Linked DNA regions of Mus musculus: region 2 is linked to region 1. A link is a contact called in public Hi-C data. All regions are on one chromosome and are shown on one strand. The core of a region is the stretch at or near the end of the contact, and the rest is flanking DNA. Distances in the headings are between cores, read along the strand shown.

Region 1 (7,804 bases), core at 2,795-5,294:
CAATACAGGACAAAAAGATTGTTAACTCGGCTTAGTTCAAATACCATATGAAAGATTTGGTGGGGGACATCAAAATAAGTCAACCACAGTGGCACATAGATGCAACAAGAGCAGGTAGGAAAATGAGACAGGAATTAGGAATTCCAAGTTGTCCTTACCTCCATAGTGAGGATAGTTTGGGCTACCGAAGATCTCATCTCAAAAAGCCGGCAAATCTAGGGGATGAACAAAATGTAAACAATACAAAACCAAAGAGTGAAAACGGAAAAACAAAAATGTATCAATTTCTTTATGGTGGTGGTGGTGGTGGGGTTGTTGGATAAAAGCCCAATGTTGATACATTTCCACTTTGTTTTATAATAAACTATTTTTAATGATATTAGATAAATATGATGAGTATCATACAAAACACCCAAGCAAGTTTACTTCCTTATTTACTAGAAACTAACACAAATGAAGTCAAGCAAAAAACCTCAGAATTCTAACAGAAAACTGAATCCGAAATGCTTTAAGTACATTTATACTACTTAATGTTAACAGCATGTTACTTTGTGAAAGGATATTTGAAACTGTTTCTAGTTAGGGTGTGGCTCAGCCCTTTGCACACATTTTTAATCCCTCTGGCTGGAATACAGACATGCCCTTAGTATTCACCTTTAATCTCAGACAATGAAGGGAAAGTTCGTTGGGAGAAGGAAGCATCCGAGTTTGTAAGTGATGTCTCATTGAGAGGACAGAAAAATGATGAGTCAGAGAAAGATCTGACACAATAAGATCTGCCCAACTCTCATGAGAAGAGAGAGGAAAAGGAAGCCACTTGAGGGAGAGACCGAGAGCACAGGAGGAGGGGAGTGTGGTACAGGAACACAGTAGTTTGTGGAGAACAAGACAGAATTGAGAGGGAGAACAGAGCAGCACAAAAAGAGAATTGGAAAGAAGAGGGCAGTTTTCCTAGGACAGTTTTACAGAGACAGGTTGAAGAGAGAACAAGCTAGACACAGGTGAAGATAGAATGAGCCAGAGAATGAGAAGGAGCCAGAAGATTGCCAAAGATAGTTCAAGACCAAGCAGAGCAAAAAGCCAGACATGCAGAGAAGCCAGATTGAATCAGTGAGCTTGAGAGGAGTTTGAGACAAAACAGCCGGCCAGAGATCAGAAAGAAAAAGGAAGGGTGAGCTTAGTCGCTTAGTCGGCACAAAGTCTCAGGGGCTGAAAACACGCTAGGTCTAGATTAGATTGTAAGGAGGCTAGAAGCTCCTGGGACAAGGCACAGGTTAGCAGTCGGAAGCAGTAAGCCTCCGAGATGACAATTATTACAAGAGAGTAAAAGTTACTTTTATATTACTTTATGCGACCTATGTTCCATTGGCATTTCAGAACTTTAAACATGGAGGACAAATGACCATAATGCTATGGTTTGAATATGACACAGGCCCCATGGGGCTTTGGCACACACGGTCTTCATCCAGCTGGATGGTACTGTTTCGGTAGACTATGGAAACCTTTGGAACATGGGGCTTAGCTGGTAGATATTGACCAATGGACAAAACTTGAGGCTATATCTCAGCCCAGGGACCAGTCCCATTCTCTGCTCCCTGATCTTCCAACAGGTGAGGTACCTCTGTCACACACTCCCACTGACATGTCTTCCGCACCACAATGGACTGTATCCTTTGAATTCTGGGCAAAACTAAACTTCTCTCCCCTTAAGTTGGTTCTGTCCAGGATTATTCCATGCAATAAGAATTTGTGTGTGTGTGTGTGTGTGTGAGAGAGAGAGAGAGAGAAAGAGAGAGAGAGACAGACAGACAGACAGAGAAAGAGACAGAGACAGAGACAGAGACAGAGAGAGGAGGAGGTGATGAGGAAGGGTTGGAGAGAGGCCCAGTTGTGGGAAGCCACATGTGCCGTTGCAGAGTGGCACTGACTACTGCTGGCCACCACGCATAAGTTTGGACAAACAACCAATGTGTACATATGCAGTAAAGTTTTTTGCAAAGACACTGCCTGGCCCGGGCATGATAATGAGGTTCTGTAAGGTACTGAGAGTATAACCAATCAGATGTGAGACATGCAAATGAGGTATGATAATGAGGTTCTGTAAGGTACTGAGAGAGTAACCAATCAGATGTGAGACATGCAAATGAGGTATGATAATGAGGCTCTGTGAGGTACAGAGAGAGAGAGTAGCCAATCAGATAAGGAACATGCAAATGAGGCGTAGTGCATAACCAATCCGGGTGTGAGACACGCCTCTCCTAGGCCTATAAAAGCAGCACCAGTTCTGGGCTCGGGGTCTCTTCGCCTCTACAATCAAGCTCTCCCAATAAACTTGTGCAGAAGGATCCTGTTGCAGCGTCGTTCTTCCTGGCCAGTCGAGCGCGCGCAAGACCCAGCGATTAAGAGCATTAATCACTGGCTGCTCTTCTAGAGGTCCTGAGTTCAATTCCAGCAACCATGTGGTGACTCACAATCTCCTATAATGGGATCTACTATCCTCTTCTAGTGTGTCTGAAGACAGCTACAGTGTACTCATATAAATATTAACAAATAAATCTTTGAAAAAAAAGAAAAGTTCCTATGTATACATAGTTATAGATCAAACATGTCTATTTACAAAGTGATACTTACCACTTTGCAAGAATCCCTAGGCAGAAGAGTCATCTAGGCTGGAGTGGGTGGAGCAGGTTTTACAAAGACAGTAGGCTTTCAGGGCTAGCAGTTTAGCTCACTTGGTAGAACACTTGCTTGTTGGTGTTGTAGTTGCCTCTCTTTCTGGGATAAAGCACCATGACCAAGACAACCGACAAAACAAAAGTGTTTCACTGTGCTTATGGTTTCCTAGGTTTGAAGTCCATGATGGTGGAACAAAGGCATGCTGGCCTCAACACCTGAGCGCTCACCTCTTGATGCACAAGTAAGAGGTCTAGAAAGCTAACTCTAAATGGTGTCTTTTGAAACCTCAGCGCCTGATCCTAGTGAAACCCTTTCTCTAATAAGGGCACATTTCCTAATCCTTCCCAAACAGTTCCAACAATGGGGACAAAGTATTCAAGCACATGAACCATTCTCATCCACAATGCTCTCATCACGTACAAAGTCCTGGATTCTATCCCCAGTACCACATAAACTAGAAGTGATGGCTCACACCAGTAAGGCATTCAAGATTATCCTCACTACATAGCATGGTTAAGGCCAGCTTAGGTCAAATGACACCCTATCTAAAAAAAAAAAAAAAAAAAAGTAAATAACAAGTGAAAAATGTAGGGAGGTGAGAGGAAGATTTAAATAATCAGGGGGAAGGAGAAGAGATCATATTATCCTAGATCATGGGGGAAGATGAAGAAACCAAGATGCAGGAATGGGCAGGCAGGGAGTAACTGAGGAGAGTAGTAAGTCATTCTACAAAGAATTTACGACAAAGCTGGTGGAGGTTACACTTCAGTTTACACGCTTGTCTACCTGGCCCCCTCTGCTTGGCACTCTCCATGTTGCTGTAGTCAGCTCAGCCACATGACTGCAGAAGAGGCTCATTATTCAACGTTCTTCAAGTCTCTGCTCTGATTTTGAGTCATAGCTGCTGGAGTTAGAGACTAGGGCAAGTAAGCCTTGAGCTCTACTGAAGCAATAGGATAGCAGGACAGGCCCGCTGGTAGCCCAGGAGGGCTTCGCTTTGAATTGCAATGAGCTGGGAAGTAAAGGGCAAGGGGAGGTCTTCGTTCCTACTCAGGGTGGACGACACCCTTTCGACCCTCCATAATTGATGGGAAGCCTGAACCAGGCATGCCCCGGCCTTAATAAGGTTCCTCAAGGACCGGCTGCCCCGGAGTGGCATGCGATCTGACAGCCACAGAAATGCACTGAGCCAGTTCTTTAATCGGTCAGTGCCCCTCAGTCCCGCGCCCCGAAAGCCTCGATCCCACTCGGCCCTCAACCCGTTCCTGCGGCAGCGTGCACGCGGAGCGGGAGCTCTGGAAGGACGTCGCGAGTCGTTTCCCGCGCCTCGTAGGCCGCCGCGTGCGGAATCAAACCCGGCGCGGGTTCGTACCCGGCCGGGCCGCGCGCGCTCCCGTTCCCGTTCCCGTTCCCGCGGACGGCTCAGCCCCGCCCGCCGCCAGGCCGCAGCCGAGCTGGGCGGGGCCGCCTGCAGCCCGAGCGCGCGGGCGCACGGCAGGAAGCCGCGGGCCGCCGGGTGTGCGCAGGCGCGCGGCGCCCCGCCTCTCCAGCGTCCGTAGGGGCGGGCGGCGCGAGCCCTCCCACTCTTCCCCCGCGCCGCCTCACGGCTGCGGCCCTCGCTTCACCCGGACGCCCGGCGTGCGCGCCCGCCCGCCCGCCCGCCCGTCCGCCCGCCCGTCCGCCCGTCCGCCCGCAGGCCCGGGGCTTCAGCCCGCTCGTCCGCCGCCGCTCTCGCCGCGGCCCCGCTCGCGTCCACGCTGCCTCCCGGACCGGCGCGGACGCGGGCCACCGCTGCCCCTCCCGCCGCCACCCCGCCCCCTCCCCGCCTGTTTCGCCCGCCTGCCGCCGCTCCGGATGAGGTGATGGCAACGGCCAACTTCGGCAAGATCCAGATCGGGATTTACGTGGAGATCAAGCGCAGCGATGGTGAGCCGCGCCTCTGGCCGCGTCGGGCCGGCTGCCCCTTTGATTGCTCTACGGGTTGTGGGGGCGGGAAGGCGGCGGCCCGGCGCTTTTGTGTGCGGCGTTGTGCGGGTGAGGCGGGCGTGGGGTCCGCCCGGGCGCCGCTGCAGTGCGGGGCCCCGGCCGCAGGGCGGGAGCCGCTCCCGGGTTCGCGGTCCTCTCCCCCCAGGGGACTCCGTTAGGGTTGCCCGTGCCTCGCGCTGCCTCTACTCTGCCTTTTACCGGTCTCTGCCTCGGTGGCGTGGAAAGGGTGGTAGCGTGAAGATCGGGGATGTCGGCACCGAGAGACCCGACTGGCAGCCAGAGGCCATTGGGGAGCCATCCGGTTGTTGTTAAGTGCTATCCGGTTGTCAGGCCTCTTTGCCTGTTCTCCCCCAAGCATGCTGCTTTCTTCTGCTGATCCAAGTGCAGAGAAGGCTGCACTCGGCCATGAAAAGGGGTGGGGGAGTAACGGGAAAGAAATACTCGGTACGCTTCACCAAGGTGATGCTACTGAAAGGGAAGGAGAGGATGGAGAGAGGATGGACGCAGTCCACGGGAGACACTCCTGAGAGGGTGGGCGACCGGATGTTGATATTTTCACACCCTGGGGAGGTAACTGAGAGAAGTGTAAGGCGAGGGGAAGAGACATGTTTAATTCATTTAAAAAAAAAGACCCATAGGCTGCTTATGGATGTTGCTGTAGGTTCCTCGTAGGGGGGAAATATTTTTATCACTTCTAAGTGTAAAGTGAAAATCATCCATATTGTAAATGAAATAACTGAGTAGAAGGGGATGAATGAAATGCTAGTGTTAGGAATTGATTCTTGACTGCATCTCACTTGTACCCAATTCCTTTTACTTAATTGTGGCCTATTCACCATCCTTTACCGCAATTAATAAGGGCATGGCCAAAACACCCATTTCTTGGTTTCTACCAAATTTGATCAAGTCACATCAGTATACATGAGTAGATTGGTTTTCCTGTTATTTATGATGTGTTGGAAGTGGTTAGTGATTTTTTTTTTCTCTCCCTCTTTGCAGCTGAAGTAATTTGGTAACTGGAAGGATTATTTTGTGTATTATATATTTTTGAGAAAATACATTATAACTTGTAGAGCTTTAGAAGTTACCAAACGGAAAAGGGATACTTTCTTTACTTGGATTGGAGTTTGCTTTATCAATTCTCTGAAGATGACTTTCTTGCAATCATTATGCTGTCTAATGCCATTTTATTTTTTGGTGAATGTAGGTTGGCAGTATGTTAACAAATATAGGACTTACATGTTAATTCAAAACTTGAAGTATAATAAACTGTATATTCTTTACAGTCTTAAAGATCTTAACTAAAATCATTACAAAATAGCTCTATAGTCAAGTGATTTTATCTGAGATGCCATTTTTTTAATTATGCATTGAAGTAATTTTGGTTCTTTGGTGATTCTAGGATATAGGTTTATAATATTCTTTCAGTCTTTAATTTCAGCCTATAGCAGAAATTGTGATACACAAAAGCTTTGTATTTTCAAAAGTATTTTCCTCAGGAAGTAAGTGTGTACATTGTGTATTGTCCTAACTGATAGTGTAAATGCTTATACATCATGTAAATACTTACATAATGCCAGGGAGCCAAAGTAGGTAACTTTGTAAAAACAACATTTAGAATTTCTTAGTTTGGGAGACCTTATGATCTCGGGCTGGCCTTGAACTTGCTTTATAGCTGAGGACCCTGAACAGCTCCTGCTTCCTGCCAATTTGTGAGGTTTCCAGGATCAAGCATTCACTGATTGAACTACATCCTCAGCCCTGAAAATCGGGTGACTTTCAAAGGAAATCACTGGGATTAAAAGTGTTCAGTTCCGTCTCCATGAGACTCTTCCACGTGCTCCTTCTTTTCACTTTCAAGAGGCTGCTTTTGTTTTCCTTCCTTCTATAACAGATCTGTGATAGAGAAAATACTAGTGGTTATTGTAAAAAGTAAAATTAAATAAATAAACCTAGTTGTTGAATAAACACTGATATCCTGAAAACTCAGATCATAGGAGTAAATAAAGAAGGGCCACTTCAGCCTGCTGCTAACCAGGTAATAGATACTGCGCTGCATGTATGATCTTTGTCCCTGATTTCTCTATCAGTGACAGCCATATATTAAGAGATTCCAAAGGCCAAATCATGAACCAAAATGGGCCTATTTGTATCTTTGAGGATCTTCAAAAAATTCTAACCCCAGTAAGTCCTCACTGATGATTAAAAGCAGCTTACCAGTGGGTTTCTGCATTCCTAAGTCCTGCTGTCTCATCCATGAGACAGCATATTTCCTTAAGCATTGATACTCAGAACTGGACTGCTTTATGTTTTCAAACGATATGACTAAAGTAGACATTCACTGGAGAGCAGTGGTCCTCAGCCTGTGGGGGTTACAGATCAGATATTTACATTGTGACTCATAACAGTAGCAAGATTACAGTTACGAAGGAGCAATGAAGTAATTTTATGGTTGGGGGGGGCACCACACCATGAAGACATATACTAAAGGGTTGCAGCCTTAGGAAGGTTGAGAACCACTGGGATAGAGAGGGCAGTGGAGGCATGTGAAGATATCCACTCTCACTCCAACCACAGCCAGGATGTTACAGGATTACGATGCTTAATGGCGTTAGGAATTGCTTCAATACATCTGCATAACCCCCCACACACATGTGGGTGACAGGTGAGTTCATTGCTCATTATTGGATGTTTTGTTTTCAAACTTTGTTTAGGGCTGGTGAAAAGACTCAGCCTGATGATCTGAGTTCAGTCTCCAGGACATTGATGGTGGCAACAGAGGAGCAACCCAACCCCTTCCAATTGTTCTTTGATCTCCACATGTGCCCATGGCATGTGGATGTACACATGCACACACACACTCACAGAGGGCAGGGGTGGGGTGAGTTTGTGTGTGTGCATAAATGTAACTTAACAAAATTTAAAGACTTTTAGCCAATCATCTGGAATTTATCAGGAAGTGGAACCCCGTCTATCTCTGCTCATTTTGTACTTTCACCTTCACCTGGGGAATCTCCTTCCTCATGGCCTCTCAGGTCAGGATCCTCAGAAATGAGTAAAATTGAGGGATCTAAGGCCAGGTTGGTTTATCAGTTGTTTGGGTTTTGTTTTGTTTCATAATGCCTTTCCCCCTCAGTATTCT
Region 2 (7,804 bases), core at 1,361-3,860, 4.5 Mb before region 1:
TAAAGAGTAAAGACACCCCCACTTTGACGTCTAGAAGAACCGTGTTCTCCCATCCTCCTTTGGCTTTTTGAAACAGGGTCTTGTGGTCTTGAGCTCCTGGATTCCACAGTGTGCACACTGTCGAACTTGGCCCTTTAGAATTGTTCTTTGGTTCTGTTCGTGGTATAGGGACAAGCTGACTGAGACGCAGCCTGCACTGCAGAACTCAACAGCCTGAGTAACTGTTTTCAGGTAATGTGGGACCTTTGACTTCACTACAGAAAGAATTCCAGGAGAAGCCGGTGTGAAGCGGAGTTAGAGTAGACTTAGAGATTGCTTTTTAAAGCGTAGATTATTTGCTCACTCCAGTGGGTAAAACGAGGGGCTCAGTGAAAGACCACCACACCCAGGAGCAAGGCTGTGGGCTTTTCCAAGTCCGGCACATTTCATTGTCTTTACAGTATCAAAATATTTAAGATTTTGATGTGCTTTGAAGTTAAGTTTGAAAGCTTGTTACAGAACTTAAGTAAGATCACAGGGTGGTTCTCCAGGTATACTGGGCAGTTAACAGTTGAAAAGGTTAAACCAGCCAGGTGGTGCTCAACTTTAATCCCAGCACTAGGGGAGGCAGAGGAAGATCTCTTGAGTTGGATGCCAGTTTGGTCTACAGGGTGAGTTCCAGGACAGCCAAGGTTACACGGAGAAACCCTGCCTCGAACCCCTCTCCCACCAAAGTCAAACCCTAAATCACTAGGGTTGTAAGAGAAGTTAGGATGTTTTCTGTTTCTTCTTTCAAATTTCTAGAAAATATCTGGGAAAGGAGTAAGACCATATTGAAGGTTACATGTTCTTACCTATTCACAGTTCATTGCTATTTTAACATTCTTTAAATCTGAGGCGGGGTCTCATTTGTAGCCCTGACTATCCTGGAATTTTGCTATGTCCTCGAGGTTAATCTGAACTCAGAGAATGCTGGGATTATAGATGTAAGGCACGACTCCAGGATATTTTAACTTTCTTGGAATAGTTTTCTCTAAAGCAGGTGCTGTTCATCTTATTTAATGCCTGACTCTTGGTGAAAGGTACCCTTTTTCTTCTCATGTCCCCATGCATTCCCTCCTCTTCCTGTTCTGCCTAGTTTGATATCAATTCTTAGAAATAGAAACCAGGTGGTGTGTCTTTGAAGGGATAAGGAGAACTCCAGGCCAGCTTGGGTTACATAGCTGAGATCCGAGCTAAATTCAAAAGCAACCCAAGTTCTTTTTCAATATACGTTAATTTTATGGATTCAGGTCTCGTGTAGTGGAAAGAGTTTGGATTAAGACTTAAAACAGAGCTGGGCGGGGTGGGGCATGGTTGTGACCCCAGAGTTTGTAAAGCAGAGGCAAAAGGATCGGGCGTTCAAGGTTCTCTACATAGCTCTTTAGAGAAAGCAACACGAATCCTTGCCTCTCCCGTCCCCACTCGACCCATATTCAAACCCACCTAAAACAAACGGAAGTTTAAACCGGGTAGGTTGAGTAGTCAAGGTCCAGGGAGTAACTGGATCATTTCTAAAATATGAAACCAGCTTATGTAAAAAGTGAGGAAAACACATCTTAGACATTGGCACGATTGAAAAAAGCATCCTTTAGTTTTAAGCCCTTTTTCCCTTTGTACCTAGGGGGCAAGATGGGTAAAGATTGAGGTACAAATTAAGGCGAGTTTACATTCGGCGAACTTATAGGGGTAACGCACTAAACTACAAACCCTATAATGCATATAAAAAGTTTCTGGGAAATGACGCTCCGGTGATTTTCCCTCTTTAGGACGCTTCTCCCTCATTTCTTCTACTTTTTTCCTTTTAGAATTAAATCTCCAACCTTTCCAGAGTGAACCTTTGGCTATATGTAGAGAAAGTGAATACCGTAACTTTTTTTTTTTAAATAATCGTTTGTGCTATGCGGATACCCAGGACAACGCTGATGAAATAATCCATCTCCTTTGGAGTTATTAGAAATAGGAATTACTAGCGCGATGCTCTCTGGCAGCCCTTCGCACTCCGGGGGAACGGTGGCTGCAGCCGAGCCTCGCGCGCCTCCCTAACCCGGCTTCCGCGTGTTAACGTCCCGCACGCTCCGCGTGGCGCGCGACTGCGGCGCCCAATCACTCAGGCAGGGCCGGCTCCGCCCACGGAGCGCTCAGGGCCCGCGCCGAGCGGCCTGCGAGCCACGGCGGGCTTCAGGCGGAGCCGAACGAACGGCGCCCGCCGCCGGCCGTTCCGGGTTGCGCGGCGCTGCCGGGCAGACTCAGAAGCGCCGCACGCCCTGCGAGCCCGCCTGCCCGTCCGGACCGCCTGCGCTCGTCCTCTCCACCCCACCGTTCCCGAGCTCGGGGAGGGCCCGCGGCTGCACAGAGGCGCTCCTCAGGGAACGGACGGGAATTCCCCCTTCCACCGAACGTTCCGGATTGTTCACCGTCCTCACGTCAGCAGCAGGGGGTAATCCCCGGCTCCAGCTGCTCCTGACGTCACCGCGCCGAGACTCCGCCTCCCCGCCCCGCCCCCCGCCCCGCCCCCGCCCTTCCCCCGCGCCAGGCCCAGCCTCCGGGTCCTCCTCAAAGCCCCGCCCCCGGTCTAGCCCCGCCCCTTCCTCTCCCCCAGGCGCCGACGTAGAGGGCGGAGCTTCCCTGACCTGGGGCGTGAGCTGCTACTTGGGCCAGAAGGTTCTGTGGTGGAGGCCCTCCTCCTCCGGCTCCGCCCAGTGGGTTCGTTTGCACCGCGGCTTCCGCACCCTTTCTTCCTCCTCTTTTCCCCTCGCCCCGCCTCCCTCCTCTTACTTCTCAACCTCTCCGCTGCGTCCCCCCTCCCTCGCCACCTTCCACGATCTCGCGAGACTTGGCCCAGAACATTGCGGATCGGGTCGGCGCCATTTTGGGACTGAGACTGGTTGTGGGGGAGGGAAAAGCGGCAAAAGGGGATTATTCAAAGTACCGAAAACCTCCTCCCGGGATCGAGCGCAGCGGCACCCCCAGGCCAGGGGCACCTCTGGTGGGGCAGAAGGTAACACAGTCCCCTGGGCCCCGGACGGGAGTCTCGGGGACCGGGGGAGGGGTTGCCCGTGTCGGCGTTGGGGCTTGAGGGGTCGGGAGCGGCGTTGGTGGCGCGAGGCGTGAGGGTGCGGGCGGCCGGGGGGCGGCGTGAGGCGTGAGGCGCGGGGCGCCCGCCCGTCCTCCCTCCCTCCCTCCCTCCCCCCGGCCGGCGTTGACTCAGCCCGGCGGAGCGGAGGCGGCGGCGGCGGCCGTGGGGCGAGGTGGGCGGCGGGCCTCGGCGGCCGTGGTGGGGGGGGGTGGTGCTCGGCGGCGAAGGCCGGGAACGGCCGGGGCGCCCGCGGCGTCGGGCTAAGACCCCAGGCCCCGGCACGCGCGCCTTCCTGGGCCACCACCAGCAAGGCGGCCCCGGGAACCGGGGAACCGGGGGACCGGGGACTGGAGTCGCGGCGTGCGGAGCCGTGGACTTCCGCCGTGTGCTCGGCGGCGCTTCGCCCTCCCCGCCGCGCCGGGCTCCGTGGCAGTTGCGGTGGTGGTGGTGGCTGCTCGCCCAAGGCGAGCGCTCCGAAGTCGCGTCGGCTCCCGAGTCCGACGGGACCTGTTTATTTTCCCGGGGAGAGCACGGTCCTTAACGGGGTGGACGGGTCGCGTCCCGCACCTCCCACCCCTGGAGTTTTGGCCGAAACCTGTTTGCTTAATTTCAAGGGAATGGGGCCGAGCACCTGGAGCCGAGCGCTGCTCTCCCGGGCTTGGGAGTCAGCCCCCGGGCGAACCGTAGCCACTCGCCCTGCCACGCTCGCCTTGCCACGCTCCCCTCCCGCCCGCCGGCCTGCCCGCCGGCCTTCCTACTAAGCCGTAGTGGGGACAATCCAGCTGCTCCGTCCTCCGAGATTGCGTTTTGGAAGGAGCGTCACGCTCCTTTCCGCCTCTCACTCTCGGAGTCGGGTTCCCCGACGCTCCGTGGCAGCACCACCTGTCCATTTGTTTTCCTTTGGCACATGGGAGAGAATCGGGGAAGAGCACTGCTGAGACCGTGGGCCACTTTCGTAGTTTGAATATTTGCTCAAAGTTTTTAAGTTGGGCGCTTGCAACCTCCAGGGTACTACCTGCACCCAGTTCCCAGTTCAAATCGGAACTCTTCAGTGATATCGTCGCCCACAGTTTTCTAACTCCCTTCATTCAGTAGACTTCATCGAGGGCTAGGAAAAGACTTTTTCCCCAGCTCTCTTTTTACGGCTGTGTGGGAAAAATTTTTTCCCCAGAGGTTAAATTTTTTTCCAAATGGGGGTTAATTTTGATTTGAAAATAAAAACTGACTTAAGTTTTTTGTTTTTGTTTTTTCCTAATACAACTTTTACAGGTGGTTGAATTTGGCGTATGAAGATCATCATCTAGGTTTTGTTTAAAAGGCCCCGGATATTTCAAGTGGCCATTTTGGAATTACAGTTTTGTTTTTGTTTTGGGCAATTTTGCTCCAGAAGTTCATTAAAATTGACAAGAATCATCTCTGAAGTGAATTGATAGTAGTGAACAAATTCAACGAGCTACTAAAAGTCCCAGCCATTTCTTCAGTATTTTGGGTCAAACGGATTATATAAGTGGTTAAAGCATTTCATCTGGTGTTATTTTTGTCTCTTTCCCCTCTCCTGTTTGTGTTCTTCAGCCAAAACTGTAAGATATGTTTGATTTGTGTACCAAGTAGTTTCAGCAGTTTCAAATTACTGTTTAAATATTGCTGAAGTTTTGTGGCAGTTCTTTTTACCTTTATTAAAAGTTTTAGTAATTTTTGACTTCAGCTTTTTTCATATTACAATGGGACAGCTTTTCTAAATGAAGACATTGAAAGAATACAGCGTTTTTTTCTTTTTATCTTTTATTTACTTGGGAATGTAAGATGTTCCATTTTCACACCAGCATGGTAGTATTGAGATAGCTATTTGTCTATACACGCTGATGTTTAGAAGTAATCTTCAGATGTGAAATTTTTCTTTTTGTTTCTGCTTTTTGGCACATAAATTGGCTATTTCTTCTGGAGTGGATAAGTACAACAGTGACAAATACATGGAACAGTAAAGAAGACCTTGCTCTTAAATCCAAGGAACCTGGCTAACTCTGGATCTGACCATATGAAAACTTCAAAGTAAATATGGGTAGCTGACTTCAAGTAACTCTATGTCAAATAGTCATAGGTTAAGTATCTTCAAAGAACTTGGATATTTCAGAGGATACAAAATAAAAAAACAAACTGGAAAACATAAAGCTTATAGAGAAGAAATCAACACCTTCTTGTGCAGTCCTTTTGGAATTTGTAAGTACTTGTGAGCAAATAGATGTTCCTCTGTAATCTGTAATAAGAGTCAGATTGATCCCGTGTTATATTTGGAAACCTTTCAGTTTCTTGAAAAAAATGTTTCTGATTACATTTCTGGATAGTCTGAAAATAGCCAGCCATTTAGCTATATAGCAAATTGAAATGGGGATGATTTTAAGGTTTACAAATGTTTCAGACATTAGTCTTATTAAAAGTTTTTGTATTTTTAAAGTTGAAAAAACATAAATGCATCTGGTCAGTAATCACTTTCTGCTTTATGATAGCATATATATATATATATATATACATATATATATATATATAGAGAGAGAGAGAGAGAGAGAAATCACTTTCTGCTTTATGATAGCATATATATATATATAGAGAGAGAGAGCGAGCGGGAGCGCATAGTGCAAACGTAGGAAAGTCTACACAGTTGATGTCTGGTTGGTTTTATATTGTAAATGTCATGGGTCTTGATTACTACTTTATTTTCTAAGTGTGAGTTTAGACTGTATTACTAAACACATAGTTTAGAGATCTAGTTTAGCGGTAGTGTAACACAGAATAATGCAAGTTTGGTTTTAAATTTGATATCTTAAGAAATAGCTTGTTTTAAGGTACAACAATTCTATATGTTTAACACATTACAGACAAGTTTTTGAAACATAGCCGGGCGTGGTGGCACACACCTTTAATCCCAGCACTCGGGAGGCAGAGGCAGGCAGATTTCTGAGTTCGAGGCCAGCCTGGTCTACAGAGTGAGTTCCAGGACAACCAGGGCTACACAGAGAAACCCTGTCTCGAAAAACCAAAAAAAAAAAAAAAAAAGTTTTTGAAACATCTTATTGAAGCAGTTTGTAGTCAACACGCTTCAGTTAAAGGTTACTGGGAATAAGCACAAGCACTGAGCAAGTCCACTTAATTTTTCTTTTTTAAAGAATTATTTAGTTTATGTATGTGAGTACACTGTAGCTATCCTCAGACACACCAGAAGAAGGCATTGGATCCCATTACAGATGGTTGTGAGCCACCATCTGGTTGCTGGGAATTGAACTCAGGACCTCTGGAAGAACAGGCAATGCTCTAAACCGCTGAGCCGTGTCTCCAACCCCTGACTTAATCTTTAAACTGTATATGTGTGTGTGTCATATACATAACATGATATATGTACGTGTAAACTTATAAACTCTATTCTTCCTGATGGCCTAAGTTCAAAGATAGGTTTTTTTCTTTTTTCTTTTTTTTAAGTTTTGGATAGTATGTGCTGTAGCGGAAATTCTTTTAACAAATGTAGGAATCTTTAGTGATTCTCTTATATTTTCATTTTATTACTTGCTTGAGGGGGAGATTGGAGGGGTATTAGATCACTTGGAGTTGAAGTTAAAAGCAGTTGTCAGCTGCCTGATGTGGGTGCCTGCAGTCAAACTCAGGTCATCTGCAACAGCAGTATGTGCTCTTAACCACTGGGCCAGTTCTTCAACCTAGGCTGCTTTTTAGTTGCTATTAGTTATTACATTTAATTTTTCTGTGTGTTGAGGCATTCTGCAGGTTTTTTTTTTAATTCAGTAGAAAATTGTAATTTTTTCAACTCTTTTCCAAGGTTTTATATCTTCAGTAAGTTGTTTATTTCTAAACAGTTTCCCCCTTGCTAATCTGTTGAAGTATGTTAGTTTCTTTAAACCTAAAGAAGTGATAGTCTAAAAGTTAGTATTCAGATAGTCATGTTTAACATGTTCTGTTCCGAAGTTGGAGTTAGAGTTCAGTTCTCTATATTCTAACAGACTGGATTATATATGTTTTCTGTGTTGAAAGATCTTTAGTAGTTCTTAAAAATTAAAAAATATTGAGACAGTTATGTATTGAGGGTGGCCTGGAACATGGGCTCCTCCTGACTTAAATATGCTGAAATTGACTTGCATGTTGCCATGCCAGGTCTTGTGTGCAGCATTTTAATTGGTTTTGTCTTAATTTATGTAAAAATTGATGAGGACGAGAACATCCATCTATCACTTGGGACAGTCTATTATTTGGCTTTTGAAGTTACTTGTATAAAAGTGTGTATCTTTAATAGGAGTAAGAAATTGAAGTAGGTCCTGAGTGGTGTGTGAGCCTTTTTATCCCAGCATTCAAGAGACAGGAAGGTCTAAATCTACAGTTTCAGAGCAATCAAGCTCAAAAAATGGGGGGCAGAGGAGACCCCTCAAAAAACCTTCTCTTTCATACTTCTAGTTCCTTTTACTCTTGTCCTAAATGAGTTTTTAATGTAATTACAATAGCTAGCAGTTACAGAATATGGTGTCATGTTTTGCTCCTTTTACATGATATCCATTCTTAATACTATAAGGAGAGCAGTGTAATGAGTGGTGTGGGAAAGGGTTGCTTGCTTAGAATTAGGATCTGACCCTGCCCACACTCAATCCCCCTGACGGCTTTTGTTTGATTTTGAGGATGTGCTTTCATGCTAGACAAGCTCTCTCTCTGAGT

The links. Hi-C and Micro-C count contacts between places; a contact is called where the count stands out from the background.
Region 2: a contact with region 1 is called in a Hi-C map of uterus, with 7 times the contacts expected there. The contact joins the promoter of Gpbp1 here to the promoter of 3830408C21Rik in region 1.

The regions. Positions count from the first base shown.
Region 1 is chr13:107,018,810-107,026,613 of GRCm38.p6, reverse strand. It overlaps 3830408C21Rik (RIKEN cDNA 3830408C21 gene), which reads right to left and starts at 4,044. Exons shown (of 4, transcript NR_015471.1): 1 at 2,632-4,044; 2 at 159-215. Kif2a (kinesin family member 2A) reads left to right here and starts at 4,259. Exons shown (of 21, transcript NM_001374727.1): 1 at 4,259-4,602. The coding sequence starts at 4,539.
Region 2 is chr13:111,484,933-111,492,736 of GRCm38.p6, reverse strand. Gpbp1 (GC-rich promoter binding protein 1) reads left to right here and starts at 2,610. Exons shown (of 13, transcript NM_028487.5): 1 at 2,610-3,019; 2 at 4,367-5,314.